Linked DNA regions of Mus musculus: region 2 is linked to region 1. The links are chromatin contacts, called in public HiChIP or PLAC-seq maps. All regions are on one chromosome and are shown on one strand. Each heading gives the region's core, a stretch centred on a gene start, on an enhancer-like site or on the middle of the called end of the contact. The rest is flanking DNA. Distances are from core to core; before and after follow the strand shown. Region 1 has its middle 100 kb from the start of Gm41044. Region 2 has its middle 15 kb from the start of Gm36703.

Evidence for each region. HiChIP or PLAC-seq counts read pairs in DNA pulled down with a chosen protein or histone mark.
Region 2: an H3K27ac HiChIP or PLAC-seq map of neural progenitor cells shows a contact between it and region 1, with 8 times the contacts expected there. The contact joins two enhancer-like sites. A contact is called at or near these places in 2 of 484 Hi-C or Micro-C datasets (cerebral cortex and nephron progenitors) and 2 of 115 datasets of contacts at active chromatin or transcription factors (cardiomyocytes and neural progenitor cells).

What each region holds. Positions count from the first base shown.
Region 1 is chr13:101,912,832-101,916,218 of GRCm38.p6, reverse strand. No RefSeq gene overlaps it. Among named protein-coding and RNA genes, the nearest start is that of Gm41044, 100 kb to the left of the region's middle. Within about 2 kb of position 1,313, at least 50 of the 459 cell types and tissues checked have an H3K27ac peak or open chromatin away from gene starts, as enhancers often do. A contact at or near this core is called in neural progenitor cells, where this site is marked.
Region 2 is chr13:102,333,214-102,336,608 of GRCm38.p6, reverse strand. No RefSeq gene overlaps it. Among named protein-coding and RNA genes, the nearest start is that of Gm36703, 15 kb to the left of the region's middle. Within about 2 kb of position 2,113, at least 19 of the 459 cell types and tissues checked have an H3K27ac peak or open chromatin away from gene starts, as enhancers often do. A contact at or near this core is called in neural progenitor cells, where this site is marked.

The DNA.
Region 1 (3,387 bases), core at 64-2,563:
TCTTCCTTCCTTTGGGGATCTTTTTTCTTTACCCCTTGCCTGTTTTCTATTTATAGGCATAACATATTTGAGCGCGATGACCAGATGACTAGAAATAGCCTAGGTCATTTGTTCTGTTAGCAAAGTTAGCTCCTCCCTTTCTTCAACTAATCTATGATTGTGTTTCTCGCACTTAATAATGGGTGTGAATTGAAAATGTGATACCAGATAAAGAAAAGAAAAACTAAAGTCTCCTTTTCCAGAGCCTATCACCACGAGAGCATGGGCTCTGACATTTCTGTTCTTTTCTTTTTGTTTCTCACACGCATGAGAGATTCCAGGAAAGCTTTCTTTTCTTTTCTTTCTTTTTTCAGCCTTTTTTTCTTCAAACTAAGTAGCGTTGGTACCCTGAGCCAGAGAGTGCAGTGGCTGGTGAGCGAGTGTTGACTTGTCTAAGCAAAGCACTGCTCAGAGCATTAGGAAAGGGAAATCCAGGGACTGGGAGCAGATTGTGGCAATTCCCACACACTTTGTCTCACTCTCTTCTAGCTGGGTATGCGTGGCTAAAGTCACGTTGCAGCCTCGCCTTGCAAGGAGGGAAACAATAAGCTAACAGGCTTCCAGCATAGACTTCTCACATTGGCCTCCAGAAGTTAAAATGAGTACAAGGCAGACTTCCAATCCCTAAAGAGGTTGTTGTGTATGTAAACACACACACATACTCCACACACACACTGTACATACCACACATATACATATATATGCACACACAGAGACATACAGACACACACTCCACATACCACACACAACACACTATACACACACCACACACACACACACACACACACACACACACACTACACCATACACACACATACACACATACCATACATACTTTATACATTACACACCACATACACACATGCACACATCACATACACACCACACACATACCAACCACATACACCAGCCCTAAAATAAAACATCTACTGAATACAACTTCCAACTGGGGCACAGATCTGAACAAAAAACACATTTCCTCACAACTTTGTTGCCTGGGAGTGTCTTTCTGGACCCCCTCTGTACACCACTTCTATACACACCTTCAAGATACCAAGCACTCCTGAACACTGCCTTTCTTGACCCTGGATACCAAAGAGACGTTCTGCCTTTGTAAAAGGCCACCCCTGAATAGTCTTGCTAATGTATACCTTATCTGTGGAGACAGAGATAAGAAGGCCCAATCAATAGCAGCCTGTGTATAGAACAAAGCTTTGGCTTAAATACTAAGGCTAAGAGCAACTTGGACGAAATAGGGAACTGGGCTTAGGCCAAAGTCTGGAGCTGCTGCTGGTGCAAAGAGGGCGGTTTTTTGTGTGGTAGATTTACAGCATGCAGCATAGACCATCAGCCCTCCTGACTGCCCTTAAGAGAGTTAGACATCCCGATTTGCATTCCCCACATGGCTCTTAGAAGCATCCTGAAGCTTGGCCACAAGCCAACAAGACTTGGAACGCCAAGATTCAAGATACCATTTTTTTTTTCTGGTTCACAGTATTTCTAAATATGAACTCTCCTTCTAAGCAAGGAGAATTTAATTTTTTTTCTAAGCAACAAAATTTTTATAGAGATCAAGGTAAGGAAAGCTACTGTTTTTGTCTGGTTCTCTTCAGCTGGGGTCTGGGTCCTCTTCCCATCACACTGGCCACGTAGGGCATAATAGGGCTTATATACTGGGTTTAGTATACAGATAGGTTCTCAGATCTGCATGGTTTATTGTCCTAATTTCTTTTTCTGTTGCTGTGTAAAATAAAGACAACTTAAGAGAGAATGGACTTGTTCTGGTCCAGAGTTCAGGTTAAGGTCCACTCTGGCAGAAAAGTCACAGTGGCAGGAACTGAAAGGAGCTGGTTACGTCATATTCGGAGACAGAATGAACGGGCAACAGACACCAGCATGTTGGTGCTCTCCTTCATTTCTCTGTTTTAAACATGTCAAGGCTTGGTCCTGCCCACCATCATGAATCAGGACAGTCCTTCACAGACATGCCTTAAGACCTATCTCCTGGGTGACTCTAGAGTCTGTCAAGGTGACAAATAACACTAATCGTCACATCTAGAGCAGTCGTTCTCACCATTCCTAACCCTGTGGCCCTTTCATGTTGTGGGACACCTCCCCCCCCCCTGCCCCCAGCCATAAAATTACTTTCATTGCTACTTCATAACTGTAATTTTGCTACTGATATGAGTCATAGTGTAAGTATCTGTGTTTTCTGATGGTCTTAGGCAACCCCCTGTAAAAGGGTTGTTCAACCTCCGCAAAGAAGGTCACAACTCACAGGTTGAGAATTGCTAGCCTGGAGGTACAACTGAGTCACAGAAGGTGCTCACTCTCTTTCCTGTTCATCTTGTGGGCCCTGGAATTTAGGGGGAGCTAGACTCACAGAAGGAGGTTTTTGCTTGCTGCTTTGCTTTGCTTTGCTTTGGAAAACAAGATTTTAGATTGTGGGGGTTATTTGTTTGTGGTTGTTTGTTTTTGCCAATTGGAAACAAACAAAAACTACCATGGGAGTGACACCAGTGAGCTCCCAGTCATCAGACTTTGTATTTTCAAAAGGGTGTTTGTCCTGTTGACCCAGTCTCTTCAATTGGTCATATGGTCGATACTGACAGCTTTCTTTTTAAATGTCCCCAAGGGTGGCACAAGGGTGTCTTGGATTTTGACCACAACTAAATCTGAAAGCTGCTTTTGATAGTCCCAATAATCGGTGCCTTTTCGTTTCCTGCTCTAGAAGTAGTTACTTACCTTGAGTGTGAGTTGGATTTATTTTTGAGGTGCTGAGATTTGAACCCAAGGCCTTATGCATGGCTAGGTCAGCTCCCTACAACCACTAAATCCTAGTCCCCAAGATTCCCATCTATAGAGTAGAATACAGCAAAAGTAATGCTATAAGTTTCTCAAGACTGGATAATGTGTGCCCATGGCCGTCTATTTTTCTAGCATTCTTATCCCCAGGAGTCTTAAGAAAAGGCTATGAACTTTGTGAGAGGCTGAGGTGTAGAGTTTCTGAACAGTAGCTGTCAACCATCCTGTGCAAACCCCACCCCTACCCCACCTTTGTTCTTCAAACAACACTGGGATGCAAGTATTTGCATGGCATTTTCATTGTATTCATTGTTATCAAGAGATAATTTAAAGTATACAGAAGGATGTAGATCAGTTCTGTGCAAAGAGTGCTTAGTTTTATATAAGGGTCTTGAGCATCCAGTCTCCCATGGATACCAAGGAACAGCTATATATCTCCACTTCTACTTTTGTCAACAAGTTTCTCTGTAACACAGTGTCCTACTTTTATGTGGCTGCTTTTCTCTGAGTGAGAAAAACAATTTTTTTTTAAAAAAATCTGAA
Region 2 (3,395 bases), core at 864-3,363, 420 kb before region 1:
AAGCATCTTCAATAAATGGTGCTGTACTAACTAGGTGTCTGTATGTAGAAGAATGCAAATAGATCCTTATCTATCACACTTTATAAAACTCAAGTCCAAATGGATCAAAGACCTCAATGTAAAATCAGACACATTTAACCTAGTAAAACAGAAAGTGGGGAGTAGCCTTGAACTGGTCAGTACAGGAGACAATCTCCTGAACAGACCACCAATGGCTCGGGCACTAAGGTCAAGAATTGATAAATGGGACCTCATGAAACTGAAAAGCTTCTGTAAGTCAAAGGATACTATCAATAGGACAAATCGGTAGCCACCAGATTGGGAAAAGATATTCACTAGCCCTACATCTGACAGAGAGCTAATAGCCAAAATATGTAAAGAACTCAAGAAATTAAACATCAACAACCCAAATAACTCAATTAAAAAAAATGGGGTATAGAGCTAAATAGAGAATTCTCAACAGAGGAATCTCGAATGGCCAATGAACACCTAAAGGAATGTTCAACAGTTAGTCATCAGGGAAATGCAAATCAAAATGATTCTGAGATTTATACCCATCTCAATGGCTAAGATTAAAAAAAACCAAAGGACAGCACATGCTGGCGAGGTTGTGGAGCAAGGGGAAACACTCCTCATTTCTGGTGGGAGTGCAAACTTGTACAACCACTCTGGAGATCGATTTGGTAGTTTCTCAGAAAACTGGGAATAATTATACCCCAAGACCCAGCTATGCCACTCCTAGGCATATACCCAAGAGCACTTGCTCAACTATGTTCACAGCAGCTTTATTCATAATAGCCAGAAACTGGAAACTCAGCCACTAAAAACAAGGATATCTATCATGAGCTGCACAGTCAAATGGATGGAACTAGAAATTATCATCCTGAGCGAAGTAACCCAGAACCAAAAGGACATGCATGGTATGTCCTCACTTATATGTAGGTATTAGCCATAAAATACAAGATAACTATACTATAGTCAACAGACCCAAAGAAGTCAAATAACAAGGAGGACCCAAGGGAGAATGGCTGAATCTTTCTCAGACAGGGAAACAAAATGGATATTGGAGGTCAATGGAAGGAGGGAACTGTGTGGGAGAGGGGATGGGAAGAGGAGCAGAGGGAGGAGGTGGGATCAGAGGTAGAGAAAGCAGGGTAGAGAAGGGAAATGGGTGGGGTGGGAGGGGGCTCCACCCAGCAGCCGACAGAAAGAGATGCAGAGACTCACTCCCAAATATTAGATGGAGCTTGGGAGTCTTATGGAAGAGTTGGGAGGAAGATTGAAGGACCAGAGTAGGATAGAGGTTCCACAGGAAGACAAACAGAGACAACTGTCCTGGACCCTTATGGGCTACCGGAGAGTGATTTACTAACTAAAGAGCAAGCACAGGTTGGACCTGGGCCCCTGAACATATGTAGCAGATGAGCAGCTGGGTCTTCATGTGGGTTCTCCAAGCAACTGGAGCAAGGGCTGAACCTCTTGCCTTGTCTGGCCTAGTCCTCCAGGGAGTTGATGAGCAAAGGTCTGGGGGCAGGCAGTTAACACCCAGAGGGGGATTTTCCAGTCTCAAAAGAGAAGGTAGAATGGGTGGAGGACTTCCGTGAGGAGTACTAGGAGGAGAAGGAGGGATGATATTGGGTTGTAAAGTGAATAAATAAATTTAATAATGCTTAGGATTGTTATCTAAGGCAAACTCTAAACTGTCCCATCTGAGACTTCCATTTTCCGTTTCTTTCATTTCTTTTGGAATCTAACAGGCACTCGGCCTCAAGGTTGTCATGGGGATTTTTCTTTCTTTCTTTCTTTCTTTTTTTTTTAACTAGAAAAGTATTTCTTTTTGAGCACTGCTTGTCCTTCTGGCTACCTAGTTTAGCTCCTTCATCTTGGCTGGCTATTTGCAGTTTGATTTTTCACAGGGGTTTCCTTGTGCATACAGAAGCTGCTAGACTACTTGGGTATACATTATAACAGTGAGGGGAAAAAGTAAAAGAGTTTAATAAGCAGAGGTATTAACGGCTTTCAAATGAGTTGGCAATATATCCTCTCTCCCCTTCCTCCATCGCCACACCAAGAGGCACCTGCAAACAACAACAGTGATGACGGATGATCTGGAAGTGCCTTGCAGGGCCCATCCATCACACGCAAACTCAGGTCCGTGCCGCTTGGCTTGTGCTAAATGTGGCCTCGGAGACTAGAGTTTGGCTGCGCTCCAAGGCCCCTCTCTGGCTTCTGTCTTGCTGTTTTTATATATGATCTGCAGGTGTTACTGATATAATTTGTCCAAGAATTATGTCTGATGTCATGCTTACGAGTCTAGATTTTCGGGGGGTCAGTATGGTAGTATAGGAGAAGCCCCACCCCCACCCCGAAACGCACTCCCTGGTGATTGCATAATTAACAGCCTAGAAATAGCTTCGCGTGCCTGTTGCTGAGATGTGAACATATGGTTATCACTAATTTGGAATCGCCTTTGAGAACTAATTCAATTTGGAATAAGAGATCTAACCAGCATTTAGCATCAAACATATGATTATAATTTTAGAATTATGGAGAGAAGACTCAATCTCTTGGGCATTTTAGAGAGAAGACATCTTTTCAAAGGGTGGGGGAAGGGCTGGATGCTGGATGCTGGACAAGCAGATGCCACAGGTTGAAATGAAGACTTTTATTTGTTTATTATTTATATTAATTAATTAAGTAATTACCATAGAGCCAGTCTGTAGCTAAGAATCCTGCCTGCTGGGATGACAGGAACACACCCTCATGTGTACCTCCTGATGAACTTTAGTCACAGTCAGTGAAAGTGTTCCCTGTGGCTAATGCATTGATTTGTATAACCGTGCATTTAGGGCCTTTCTGTTTTTTCCCCCTTCTCTGTAAAATACTAGTTGGTTGCTTGGCTGAATCAAGCTGCACCAGTAAGGAAGGATGTTTTCTGAAATACATTGTTTCCATGGTCATATTTCTCAAAGATAAAATAGGTTCTTTTGTCACATATGACTACAAAATTGCTTCATTTGGGAATTTCACTGCATTAGACTTAGAATATGGAAAAAGTCAGAGAAAATTAAATAAAGTAATACCACACCATTTAAGTCCATGTGTAACATTTTGTGTATATGTATGTATACAATGTGTGAGTGTGTATGTGTGTGCGTGTTTGTGTGTGTGATTTCCTTATAGCTAAATGAATACAGGAGGAGAAAAGGCTTTGAGATTTATGAAGTTGACAGGGGATTCTTGTCTCTTCCAAAGAGCCACGAAGAGCCTGTGAAGAATGCAACCAAGCTGAGTTAAATGAAAAAGGAGCCAGGGCATTAGACTGGATGTGTCCACTTCTGTCACTAAAATAATTCATTTTCATTTTCACCGCTCTTGTTCTCAATGTGAAGGAG